3 separate regions of the Mus musculus genome follow, and all the other regions are linked to region 3. Evidence: chromatin contacts called from public ChIA-PET and Hi-C data. All regions are on one chromosome and are shown on one strand. Each heading gives the region's core, a stretch centred on a gene start, on an enhancer-like site or on the middle of the called end of the contact. The rest is flanking DNA. Distances are from core to core; before and after follow the strand shown. Region 1 overlaps Ddx54 (DEAD box helicase 54). Region 2 has its middle 16 kb from the start of Oas1f. Region 3 has its middle 85 kb from the start of Ptpn11.

The links. A called contact is a pair of places that touch in the nucleus more often than the background predicts. ChIA-PET counts read pairs in DNA pulled down with a chosen protein or histone mark.
Region 1: a contact with region 3 is called in a Hi-C map of B cells, with 2.3 times the contacts expected there. The contact joins two enhancer-like sites. A contact is called at or near these places in 3 of 484 Hi-C or Micro-C datasets (B cells, embryonic fibroblasts and reprogramming fibroblasts).
Region 2: a contact with region 3 is called in an RNA polymerase II ChIA-PET map of memory CD8 T cells, with 5 read pairs. The contact joins two enhancer-like sites. A contact is called at or near these places in 1 of 39 promoter capture datasets (embryonic stem cells), 9 of 484 Hi-C or Micro-C datasets (CD4 T cells, adipose-derived mesenchymal stem cells, embryonic stem cells and 1 more), 1 of 115 datasets of contacts at active chromatin or transcription factors (memory CD8 T cells) and 1 of 9 other capture datasets (adipose tissue).

Annotation. Positions count from the first base shown.
Region 1 is chr5:120,619,136-120,622,899 of GRCm38.p6, forward strand. Ddx54 (DEAD box helicase 54) reads left to right here. Exons shown (of 20, transcript NM_028041.2): 6 at 470-511; 7 at 629-724; 8 at 1,123-1,244; 9 at 1,337-1,398; 10 at 1,492-1,623; 11 at 2,480-2,690. Among named protein-coding and RNA genes, the nearest start is that of Ddx54, 7.9 kb to the left of the region's middle. Within about 2 kb of position 2,271, at least 96 of the 459 cell types and tissues checked have an H3K27ac peak or open chromatin away from gene starts, as enhancers often do. A contact at or near this core is called in B cells, where this site is marked.
Region 2 is chr5:120,829,907-120,833,586 of GRCm38.p6, forward strand. No RefSeq gene overlaps it. Among named protein-coding and RNA genes, the nearest start is that of Oas1f, 16 kb to the right of the region's middle. Within about 2 kb of position 1,320, at least 37 of the 459 cell types and tissues checked have an H3K27ac peak or open chromatin away from gene starts, as enhancers often do. A contact at or near this core is called in memory CD8 T cells, where this site is marked.
Region 3 is chr5:121,105,110-121,108,421 of GRCm38.p6, forward strand. No RefSeq gene overlaps it. Among named protein-coding and RNA genes, the nearest start is that of Ptpn11, 85 kb to the right of the region's middle. Within about 2 kb of position 2,007, at least 68 of the 459 cell types and tissues checked have an H3K27ac peak or open chromatin away from gene starts, as enhancers often do. A contact at or near this core is called in B cells and memory CD8 T cells, where this site is marked.

The DNA.
Region 1 (3,764 bases), core at 1,021-3,520, 490 kb before region 3:
TCGTTGTATAGGATATGCCTTTCTCTGGGTGCTGAGGCTGCGGTTAGTCTGCCCTGCTTCTCTGTTCTGGCTTCTACTAGGGGCTGTAGTATGTGATTGTCAGACAGCTGAGCCTTCCCAAGCTATGTGGAGCCAGGATCCCCACTTCTACAGCTGCACCAGGGACTCATGAGAACAGACACTTAGCCCTAGGGGAATTAGGGTTCTAGGTGAAGCTGGTAATTCCAAGCTGAGTCACTAGGTGGCGCTGTGCGTTGGCGGCACTTTGCTGGTGAGGAGTCTAAGGTTCTCCCTTGTTTCTCAGCGGGGGCAGGGCCTTGACCAGGTGTCTCACAGTAAGCATTTCTCACTTCCATACCTATAGTGTGTGCTCCATGGCGAACTGTGGGGTTGCTTGGCTGTGGGGGAGGGCAGGGGAGGGACAGATTCAAAAGCACTGTTTCTCAGGCAGCCCTTGCTTTTCCCCTAGAATGGAAGACCAGTTTGCAGCCCTGCACGAGAACCCTGACATGTGAGTTTGTTGATGGGGGTGATGCTCTGGGGCCCCTTCCCAGAGAGTGGCGTGGAAGGTGTCGTGGGCTGTGGTGGTCCTGGGCCGGGAGTGACCTGGCCTGTGTATTGCTTCCAGAATCATTGCCACCCCTGGGCGTCTGGTGCATGTGGCTGTGGAGATGAACTTGAAGCTGCAGAGTGTGGAGTATGTGGTGTTCGATGAAGCAGACAGGTGAGGCCACGGGTATACCCCACCCCCAACCCCGAGCAACAGTCAAGGTTGTCCCCAGCGCTCAGGAAGCAAAGAAGAGGGAGGTCACAGGAGACTAGGTCTGCCCAGGAGATGTGAATGTATGTTTGAGTAGTCCCATCCCTGGGCATCTGCTCATCATCATTGTAAGTTTATGACTTAGTGCTGAAAAGAACGTTACATCCCATGCTGACTGTGGGCAGTAGAGAGGGCTCACTGAGGATGCGTGAGGCTGCGTTCATTCCCCTACAGCGGAGAAACAGACACAGGAAGATTCACAGTGCCACGTGGCCGGGGTTCTGAAGTGAGGGGAGCCAGGGTTCCAAGCTCTTTAGGGTAGGAGCCTACCATTGAGCCTCCCTGCCCGCCATTCCCTGCAGGCTCTTTGAAATGGGCTTTGCTGAGCAGCTACAGGAGATCATAGGCCGCCTTCCTGGGGGCCACCAGACGGTGCTGTTCTCAGCTACACTGCCCAAGCTGCTGGTGGAATTTGCACGGGCAGGTGAGCCAGTGAGTGGGGCGTGGTGCTGGACTCGGGGTGGGGGTGGGGTCTGCCCCTTCATGACCCCTGCAATCCCCCCCGCACCCCAACAGGCCTCACAGAGCCCGTGCTCATCCGCCTGGACGTAGACTCCAAGCTCAATGAGCAGCTCAAGGTGAGGTGGTGTTGGGCTCCTTCCTCAGGCTAGTGCCGGGGCAGAGTCGGCCAGTCCATGACCAGGAGTCCACATCCCTCCCTCTGCCCGCAGACCTCCTTCCTCCTTGTGCGCGAAGACACCAAGGCTGCTGTGCTCCTCTACCTGCTGCAGAATGTCGTTCGGCCCCAGGACCAGACTGTGGTGTTTGTAGCCACAAAGCACCATGCGGAGTACCTCACAGAGGTGAGCTGGGGCTCTGGGGGATGGAGAAACCATGGGCTCTCAAACCAGCTTCATCCAGCACCCAGAGTTGCACTTCCAAGGGAGGCCACCAGAGGGCAGCAATAGCGCGCCCATGAGCCTGGGTGGGGCTTTTCCCACACGCTGACATCAGAAGACACTGGTGAACTGTCAATGCCGTTGTGAGGGTGCAGACCCTGTCAGCACACCCAAGTTGGTTTTGGCCTGTCTTGCTTTCTGTTCCAGTCATCTGCAGTAACTCCTAGTGGACCTGGATTTTTGGGGGGGTGAATTTCCAGTTTGTGCCATGCCTGACACCTAAGTATAAAGCTAGCGTGTTAGCAGGGTGGCGTGCCCTTGGCCTTCTCTGTACATTCACACCTGTGTGACCCGCAGTTAGATGCTTGCATCTGGAGAGTGCCAGCAGCCTGGAAGGCTGGGGGAGGGGCTGCCTAGCCACTGTCTCGCCCCAGTAGGCACACCTGGGCACTGTTGAGGGCACGGGTGCCTGAGTCTCATTTACCCGGCATGTTAACGGCGCCTTCCTCCCCCGAGCGTCGGAGACTAAAATAGTAACTTGGAGAGAGCGGTTGGTGTTCACAGGCTTCCTGTGTCTCAGGCTCGTTCCTCAATGGTACATTAACCACGTAGTCCTGTGAGGCACAGAGAGACTGAGTAATTGGCCCATGGTCACACAGGATCCAGCAGCCTTGCAGAGCTAGGAAGTTAGGTAGGAGCTGCTTTGATGCTGACGCAGGGAGCAGTGTTCAGACCCAGAGTGCCCGAGCCTGGGCCCAGCCTCCAGCCCTTGCTCCTTCCTGCAAGCTTCCCCCACCCTCACCGCCTTTCCTCTGCACAGTTGCTGATGGGCCAGGGTGTGAGTTGCGCCCACATCTATAGTGCCTTGGACCAGACGGCCCGCAAGATCAACTTGGCCAAGTTCACACACAACAAATGTTCCACCCTCATCGTGACTGACCTGGCCGCCCGGGGCCTGGACATCCCACTGCTGGACAACGTCATCAACTACAGCTTCCCTGCCAAGGGCAAGCTCTTCCTGCACCGAGTGGGTGAGGCGCCTAGCTGCACTGGGGGCCTTGGGGGCGGGCGGGGGGAGGGGTGCTGTACCGTGCTGGCAGCTGGGAATTTGGGGAAACTGAGGCCTTAAGTAATGTCCCTTGGGTGGGTTCTGACAGGCAGCCTCAGCTCCCAGAGCTTCCTTTCTTTCGGTGTTGGGAACAGAGCCCATGGTGTCGCTCAGGCTGGGAAAACTGCCACAGACCAAGTCGTGTGCTGTGTTCATGAATGCAGGCAGATTAAAGTGTGCATGGGAGAGAGGCCGGGCATGGGGCTTCTTAGAGTTGTTCTCTGTGTGACTGAGTGGTTGAATTCATACGCACATCTGCCGGGCAGAGGAGGGGCAGCCACTGGGCGTTGGTGTCCTGATACTTCACTGTAAGGCCCGCAGGAGCCCCTGACCATGAGACCCAGTTCCTGACCTGGCTGGTGGCTGCCTGCTGTCTCCAAGTCTCTATTGCTCTCTGAACAGCTGGCTCTCCCATCTGGGGAGTTTCCAGAGCTACTCGGGGGAATTCCTCAGGTGCCACATGACAGGCCACTCCCTCTGAAACCTGCAAATGAGGGGAGGCATGGGAAAAAGCTGGGCGTGGCAGGGCTTGTTTGTGGTCAGAGCACTTAGGATGCTGAAGCAGGAGGATCAGGAGTTTGAGGCCAGCCAAGGCTATATAGAGTAAGCCTAGCTGAAGTGTGATACCTGCCATTCACTCCAGACCCTGCTGGAGGCCTGTTGGGTTGTTCCCTACCAGCTGCTGCTGTTCAAGGCTCTAGCATGTACATGTGTTTTCATTTACTGTGACGTCCTTCTTCATGGGTGGCACATCTTCAGTAAAGGGCCCCAGTGGTGACTATTTTTACATGATGCACTATACCATCTTTGTTGTTGCTAATTCAGTCTACAGTGTTAAGTGGAAAGTTCCACTGGGAATATGTAAATGAGCAGGCCTGGCTGTGTGCCAGTAAAACTTTATTGTTCAAGCAAGTGGTGGGCCAGGTGGAGCTTCCCCCGTCCTGGCTCTGTGACTCCCTGGTGGTCATCGGCTTGTTGACCCGTCAGCCCTCTGACC
Region 2 (3,680 bases), core at 70-2,569, 280 kb before region 3:
TCTTCAGGAGCAAGAGTGTAAGAAGCAAGAGAGAGAGAAAACGAAACCCCGTCCCTTTTTTAGGAGAGTTATATTTCGCCTAGGACGTGTCACTCCCTGATTGGCTGCAGCCCATCGGCCGAGTTGACGTCACGGGGAAGGCAGAGCACATGGAGTGGAGAACCACCCTCGGCATATGCGCAGATTATTTGTTTACCACTTAGAACACAGCTGTCAGCGCCATCTTGTAACGGCGAATGTGGGCGCGGCTCCCAACAAGTAATAAACAGAGAATCAACAGCAGCCACCAGGCTCTCACTCACCCAACACAGCAGACTGACAACCATGGGTGTCCCGGGGTCAGGAGTCACCTTACCCAAATGTCAACAGGGTGTCCCCTGATACCCTGGGCTTGAGACTGTGCTCAGTCACTCCATAGTTACCCAAAAGAGTGCACTCAGAAGACCAGACAGTATAGAAGGTGTCTTACTTAGGGTCTCCATTGCTGTGAAGAGACACCATGACCAAAGTTAACTCTTATAAAAGTAAACATTTATGTGGTGCTGGCTTACGGTTTCAGAGGTTCAGTCCATTATCATCACGGTGAGACGCATTGCAGTGTCCAGGCAGACCTGGTGCTGGAGAAGAAGGTGAGAGTTCTGTATCTTCATCTGAAGATAGCTAGGAGGAAACTGTCTCTTCTGCACTAGGAGCCCTCAGAGCCTCACCTGCACAGTGACAACTTCCTCCAACAAGGCCACACCCATTCTGACAAGGACACACCTCCTAATAGTGCCACTCCCTGTGGGCCAAGCAATCAAACACATGAGTCTATGGGGTCCAAGACCTATGGAAAACACCCCAGAAAGGCTTGCAGAGTTGAATTAGAGCCTCTTTCTCATGGACAGAATAGATCCCGTGGGAGCCCCCATAAGTTGCAGTTGTCTGTTCTCTCCCAAGAGAAGATCAGGACCGGCTCTTGATGAATCTGCAGTTTTTATTGAGCCACACCGAGCCAGACAGGGGTATGCACTGTTGTGACTACAAGTCTAAAGAGACAACCCTGACCTGAGTGAGCAGGGAGTTTATAAAGGCCAAACCCTTTAAGTAGGGAACTTCCCATTGGCATAGCTGTGGTGACTCTTGGGTCTGATTTAGACTTGCAGAGGTTCAGTCCATTATCATGATGGTAGGAAGCCTGGCAGCATCCAGGCATGATGCTGGAGAAGGAGCTGAGAGTTTGCATCTTGCCTGAAAGCATCAAGGAGATTAACTTTCTGCACTGTGTGGAGCCTGAGCATAGGAGAAGACCTCCAAGGCCACGCCCACAGTGACACACTTCCTGCTCGAGGCTACACCTCTTAACAGTGCCTCTGCTTAAGACCAAGCCTAGTCAAACCACCACATCCTCCTTTACGAAACCAATTTTAATCACTACATCCTTTTCACATTAAGAAACTTGAATACCACGAGACATAATAAGAGCATTTATAGATGAGTTTACTATCTGCTGAGAGAATTTTCTCCTCCACAGAGGGGGACTGAGCAATGCCTAATCCCTCTCCATAAGGTCTCAGTGACAAACCAAAGTTCAATTGCAGAGTTCACTCTAGAGAACCAATGGGCTTATCAGGTTTACATACAGAGAATTGCAAGGGGTGACTGATGGGTGCGTGGCTGCCCCCAACAGTCACGCTAAAAGTTTCAACTCAATATGTATGAGGACATTCTAGTCATGGGAATAGATCTCCATTTTTAGGCTTTATTTTTTTTTCCTGGTCTGTCCATTTGTTCATATAATTCAGCTGGCATGGCCAGTCTGTCTCCCCCTTTTATGAAGGGATATAACATTAACCTGTCTCGCTGTGACTTCGGGCAGGCTTAGCTGGAGCCGTGAAGATGGCAGGTGTTTAGAAGCCTCTGTGTTGGAGCTTTAGAAACCATGTATTTTTTTTTGTTTGTTTGTTTCTTTTGTCTGTAGTTGTTTTTAAAAAAATCCTCAAAAATTCTTTAGATGCCTGTATTTACAAACACACTCGTTTTCATATAAAATGAATTTAAAGGCACAGACAAATGTTAGTTTTACCTAAAGGGAGGGTGTGATGGTTTGTATGTTTGTGCTAGGGAGGTGTGGCCTTGTTGGAGTGGGTGTGGCCTTGTTGGAGTGGGTGTGGCCTTGTTGGAGTAGGTGTGGCCTTGTTGGAGTGGTTGTGTCTCTGAGGGCATGGGCTTTAATATCCTCATCCTAGCTGCCTGGAAGTCATTATTCTCTTGACAGCCTTCAAATGAAGCTATAGAGCTCTCAGCTCCTCCTCCAGCGTCATGTCTGCCTGGATGTCACCATGCTCCCACCATGATGATAATGGACTGAACCTCTGAATCTGTAAGCCAGCCTCAATTAAATGTTGTTTTTATAAAGAGTTGCCTTGGTCATGGTGTCTGTTCACAGCAGTAAAACCCTAACTAAGACAGAGGGCAAGGGCCCAATAGTAGAAACGTACCCTTAGGAATGGCCATCATCGCATTAGTGAAATTAATCTCTAGGTCATGGGGTCCGTGCTATGGAACCAGAAATGGAATAGTGATCAGTGAAATGACAGTTTGACCATGACTTGTGTGATTATGAATATCTCATCCTTAAAAACCTGTTTTAATTTTATTTTTAAATTTAAACACTCATGTTATTTGTCTCCAAGAAAGATTCAGGACCATTAACCACCTCTATTTATCATCATTATTATTTGTTTTTTTTATTAAGATTTATTTATTTATTTAATGTATATGAGTACACACTGTAGCTGTACAGATGGTTGTGAGCCTTCATCTGGTTGTTGGGAATTGAATTTAGGACCTCTGCTTGCTTCAGTCAACCCGGCTCACTCCGCTTAGCTCTGATCCCTTCAGTCAGCCCTGATTGCCCAGTCCCTGCTCTGCTCGCTCTGGCCCAAAGATTTATTTATTATTATAAGCATGTACACTGTAGCTGTCTTCAGACACACCAGAAGAGGGCATCAGATCTCATTATGGGTGGTTGTGAGCCACTATGTGGTTGCTGGGATTTGAACTCAGGACCTTTGGAAGAGCAGTCAGTGCTCTTACCTGCTAAGTCATCTCGCCAGCCCTATTATTTGTTAATTTTAGCTTTATTATGAACAAAATGGAGGTGGACTAAGTAATCAATTTAGTTTACATGAACATTTGCTAAGAAGTCAATTTGGTACTGATTATATGATGCAAACCCACCCCAAAACCCAACCCATAATTGCATAACAGTCTACATACACATAATCATATTATCATTATAATATAATGATATATTAAATATATCTTGTATGTATCTTATATTATATATCTTATATAAAATAAGATATATTTAATAAACTGAGATTTTAAACATTATTGTTTGTTCAGATTATATTTTTAATGAACCTCTTGTGAAGGAGAATCTTAGAAGAAAACTTATTGACAGATTGGTCAGAAACAGAAGCATACTCATGTAGAACAAAGGAGTATGACGGGCTGAGCGTGTATCTCAGAAGGAAAGGGGCTTGGAGACACCAGGCAGGAACAGCGGCACTGAGAATCCCAGAGCTTTGGAGGCTGTGCCCCAAGTAGCAGCAGCTGTCAGTCATGCCTTGAGTCTCTCCTGGGACCTGTGACAGAGCTCCGTGTGAGAGCTCTCTTTGTTAGCGCACCAGTGT
Region 3 (3,312 bases), core at 757-3,256:
TTCCCTTCCAAGTCTAGCTAGATTGCAGAGTTGAGTTTATGATTATGAATAAAAGCTAAATAAAGGCATATAAAATAATAAAAATGTTGCCAGTGAAGGGCTGGGGTGACATCTCCGTGCTCAGAGTGATCGTCAAGCATGAGCAAAGCCCTTGATTCTCACCGTAGTGCAGCTTAAACCCAGCATGGTGGTGCACACTTCTCCGGCCAGGGCTCAGAAGGTAGAGGCAGGAGGGTTGAGAGTTCAAAGTCAGCCTCGGACATATAGGATATTCAAGCCAGCCTGGGCTACAGAAGACTCTATCTCAAAAGAAATCAATCTTATCTTAAAATTTAAAAGGGATGGGTAGATTTCTCAGTGGATAAAGGCAATGGTGACCTGAGTTGGATACCAGAACTTGCATGGGGAAAGGAGAGAACCAAGTCCTCTGACAGTCACTTTCACATGGACATTCACAAATACATGTACACACACATGTGTACACACATGCACACACACACATACATGTGCACACACATACTCATACATGTGCACACACATGCACACACACAAATGTATTTTCCAATTATTTATTTATTTTATGTGTATGAGTACATGGTAGCTGTCTTCAGAAACACCAGAAGAGGGCATCAGGTCCCATTGCAGATGGTTATGGACCACCATGTGTTTGCTGGGAATTGAACTCAGAACCTCTGGAAGAGCAGTCAGTGCTTTTAACCACTGAGCCATCTCTCCAGCCCCTAAATGTAATCTTTAAGGTAGTGATGAACCATGCTTAAAGCCTCAATATATGTAACCTTTCTATTCTCCTAGTTGTAACCCTGAAGTTTCCTGATGGGTAAAAAGCCAGATCTCAGTCCACCCTGCTACCCTGTGACCTATAGCTTTACCTTACCCCAGTGCAAATCCTACCCATGGACTCTGGAGCCTCTGTATTATCTCATTTATAGAAGAGAGTGAGGAAGATAAAGGGGCAGATGACGCCCCTTGGAAAGTCTTTGAGCACAGCAGTTTCAATGGCCTCCTAACCCCTGCATGCACCTATAGCTATGACTCTTCAGAAGCCCACACACTCACTTGAATATGTCTATCTCGTTGCTCTAAGTGCTTCTCTTCTGCAAACTCCAATCCTTACGTATATATCCAAGTCTCTTGTTGATACATAGTCTCCCTGGGATTCTTTCTGCAGTTGGGACCCCCTGGGATGGGGGTCTCTGGCGAGAATCCCTCAGCCACTTCAGGTGCCACACCTTCTAATTCAACTTAGAGGATAGCAGTTCAGTTCAGAGATCTAAAAGTCCAGTGAACTCCTGGGAGAAGGAAGCTTGAGAAACCCACTGGAGTGTCTATTTTATGACAGTCAGACACAGATGGGGGCACCTGGGTCGTTGTCCTTTTGTGTGTAAGTTCTGGGGCCCATTCTAAAGAAATCCCAAATTGCAAGGCCTCAGATTGCAGATCCAGGCAGGGTCCAGCAAGTTTGAGCCAGTTTAGGAACCTCTCCAGCAAGGGTCTGACAACTCTGAGGACAGAGACGCAGCCCTCAAGAAAGTATAGTGTTTCAGATGAAAGCTAAAAGAATGATAACTCTCAGGACTCATGCATTCTGAGGGACATCTGATCATCCTCTCAAGCGCTTGCTCTTTTTAAACTTCATCATGCTTTTAATCTCCAACGGTCTTATCCAGATAAGTGAGCTTCCTGGACTACTCCTGCCTTCTGCACAAAGAACCAAGCCATAATAATAAACACCTGAATCTGACCATGCCTGAAGGCCTCCTCCCCAAAGCCCAGAGCTACAATCACAAAATGAACACACACACACACACACACACACACACACACACACACACACACACGCACACACAGAGTCCCTTGTAACAGGTCCCCAGACCTTAGCATGGCTGATGCCATCAGGGAAGTACCATTCAGACCATGGGACCCAGCACATAGGCAGTATCATCTGTCAAAAGGAGAACAAAGACCTATTCCATCGGCATCGATGGTTCTGGGAAAGTCCCTACATGTGCTAACCTTGCTCTTTGGCTCTGTAGTTCTACTTCTGCCTAACTGTTCTTACTGAGGTGTGTTGTTAACCCAGGATGTGGTTTTGGTTTGTGCTTAAAAATAAAAGCTCACCCTGAGAAAGGTTCAGGACTGCACTGAAGTCCCTAACACCCAGTGTAGTCACTGGCCAGCTAATAAAGACTTGCTATTAAGCCTCATATGGTCTACAGAGGGAGTTTTAGGGCAGCCAAGGCTATAGAGAGAAACCCTGTCTCAAAAGAACAAAACAAACAAACAAACAACTTGCTATTGACTTGAACCCACGTCTGAGAATAGTCTTCTCTGGTGGATACCAAATGTCTGTCTCTCTCTCTCTCTCTCTCTCTCTCTCTCTCTCTCTCTCTCTCTCCCTCCCTCCCTCCTTCCCTCTCTCCCACCTTCCCTTCCATCCCTCCCTCCTTTTCTCCCTCCTTCTTCCTGCTTTCAGTTACAATGGCCTTCTCGTCTTCAAAACAATCCTGTAAGAATTACAGGAAGGTTTTATTACAAACTGAAGCATCCTGAAGAAAATCCTTCTTGCTATCTGTCTTAGTCAGGGTTTCTATTCCTGCACAAACATCATGACCAAGAAGCAAGTTGGGGAGGAAAGGGTTTATTCAGCTTACACTTCCATACTGCTGCTCATCACCAAGGAAGTCAGGACTGGAGCTCACACAGGTCAGGAAGCAGGAGCTGATGCAGAGGCCATGGAGGGATGTTCTTTACTGGCTTGCTTCCCCTGGCTTGCTCAGCCTACTGTCTTATAGAACCAAGACCACCAGCCCAGAGATGGTCCCACCCACAAGGGGCCTTTCCCCCTTGATCACTAATTGAGAAAATACCTTACAGTTAGATCTCATGGAGGCATTTCCTCAACTGAAGCTCCTTTCTCTGTGATAACTCCAGCTGTGTCGAGTTGACACAAAACTAGCCAGTACACTATCAAAGTATCTGAGGCCAGATCCGAGCTATAGGGGTGTTGATCACTGCACAGGCAGAGACAGGAGGGCCCTGGAGTTCACTGGCCAGCCAATCAGTGAGGGAGACCTTGTCTCAGAAAATAAGGTGGACAGACATTGAGGAAGACTCATGGATCCTCCTAGAAGCTCAAGGCATTGTCACAAGTCAAATTCATCCCAAGTGTGTCACCTGGCCCGGCCACTGTCACTGCTCTACTGCTCTGCCACACAGCATTCCTTGAGTCTCCATTGCTTCTCCTTATGATGTAATGGTCCCCTGGGACCTAAAGCTCATCGCCACCAACCA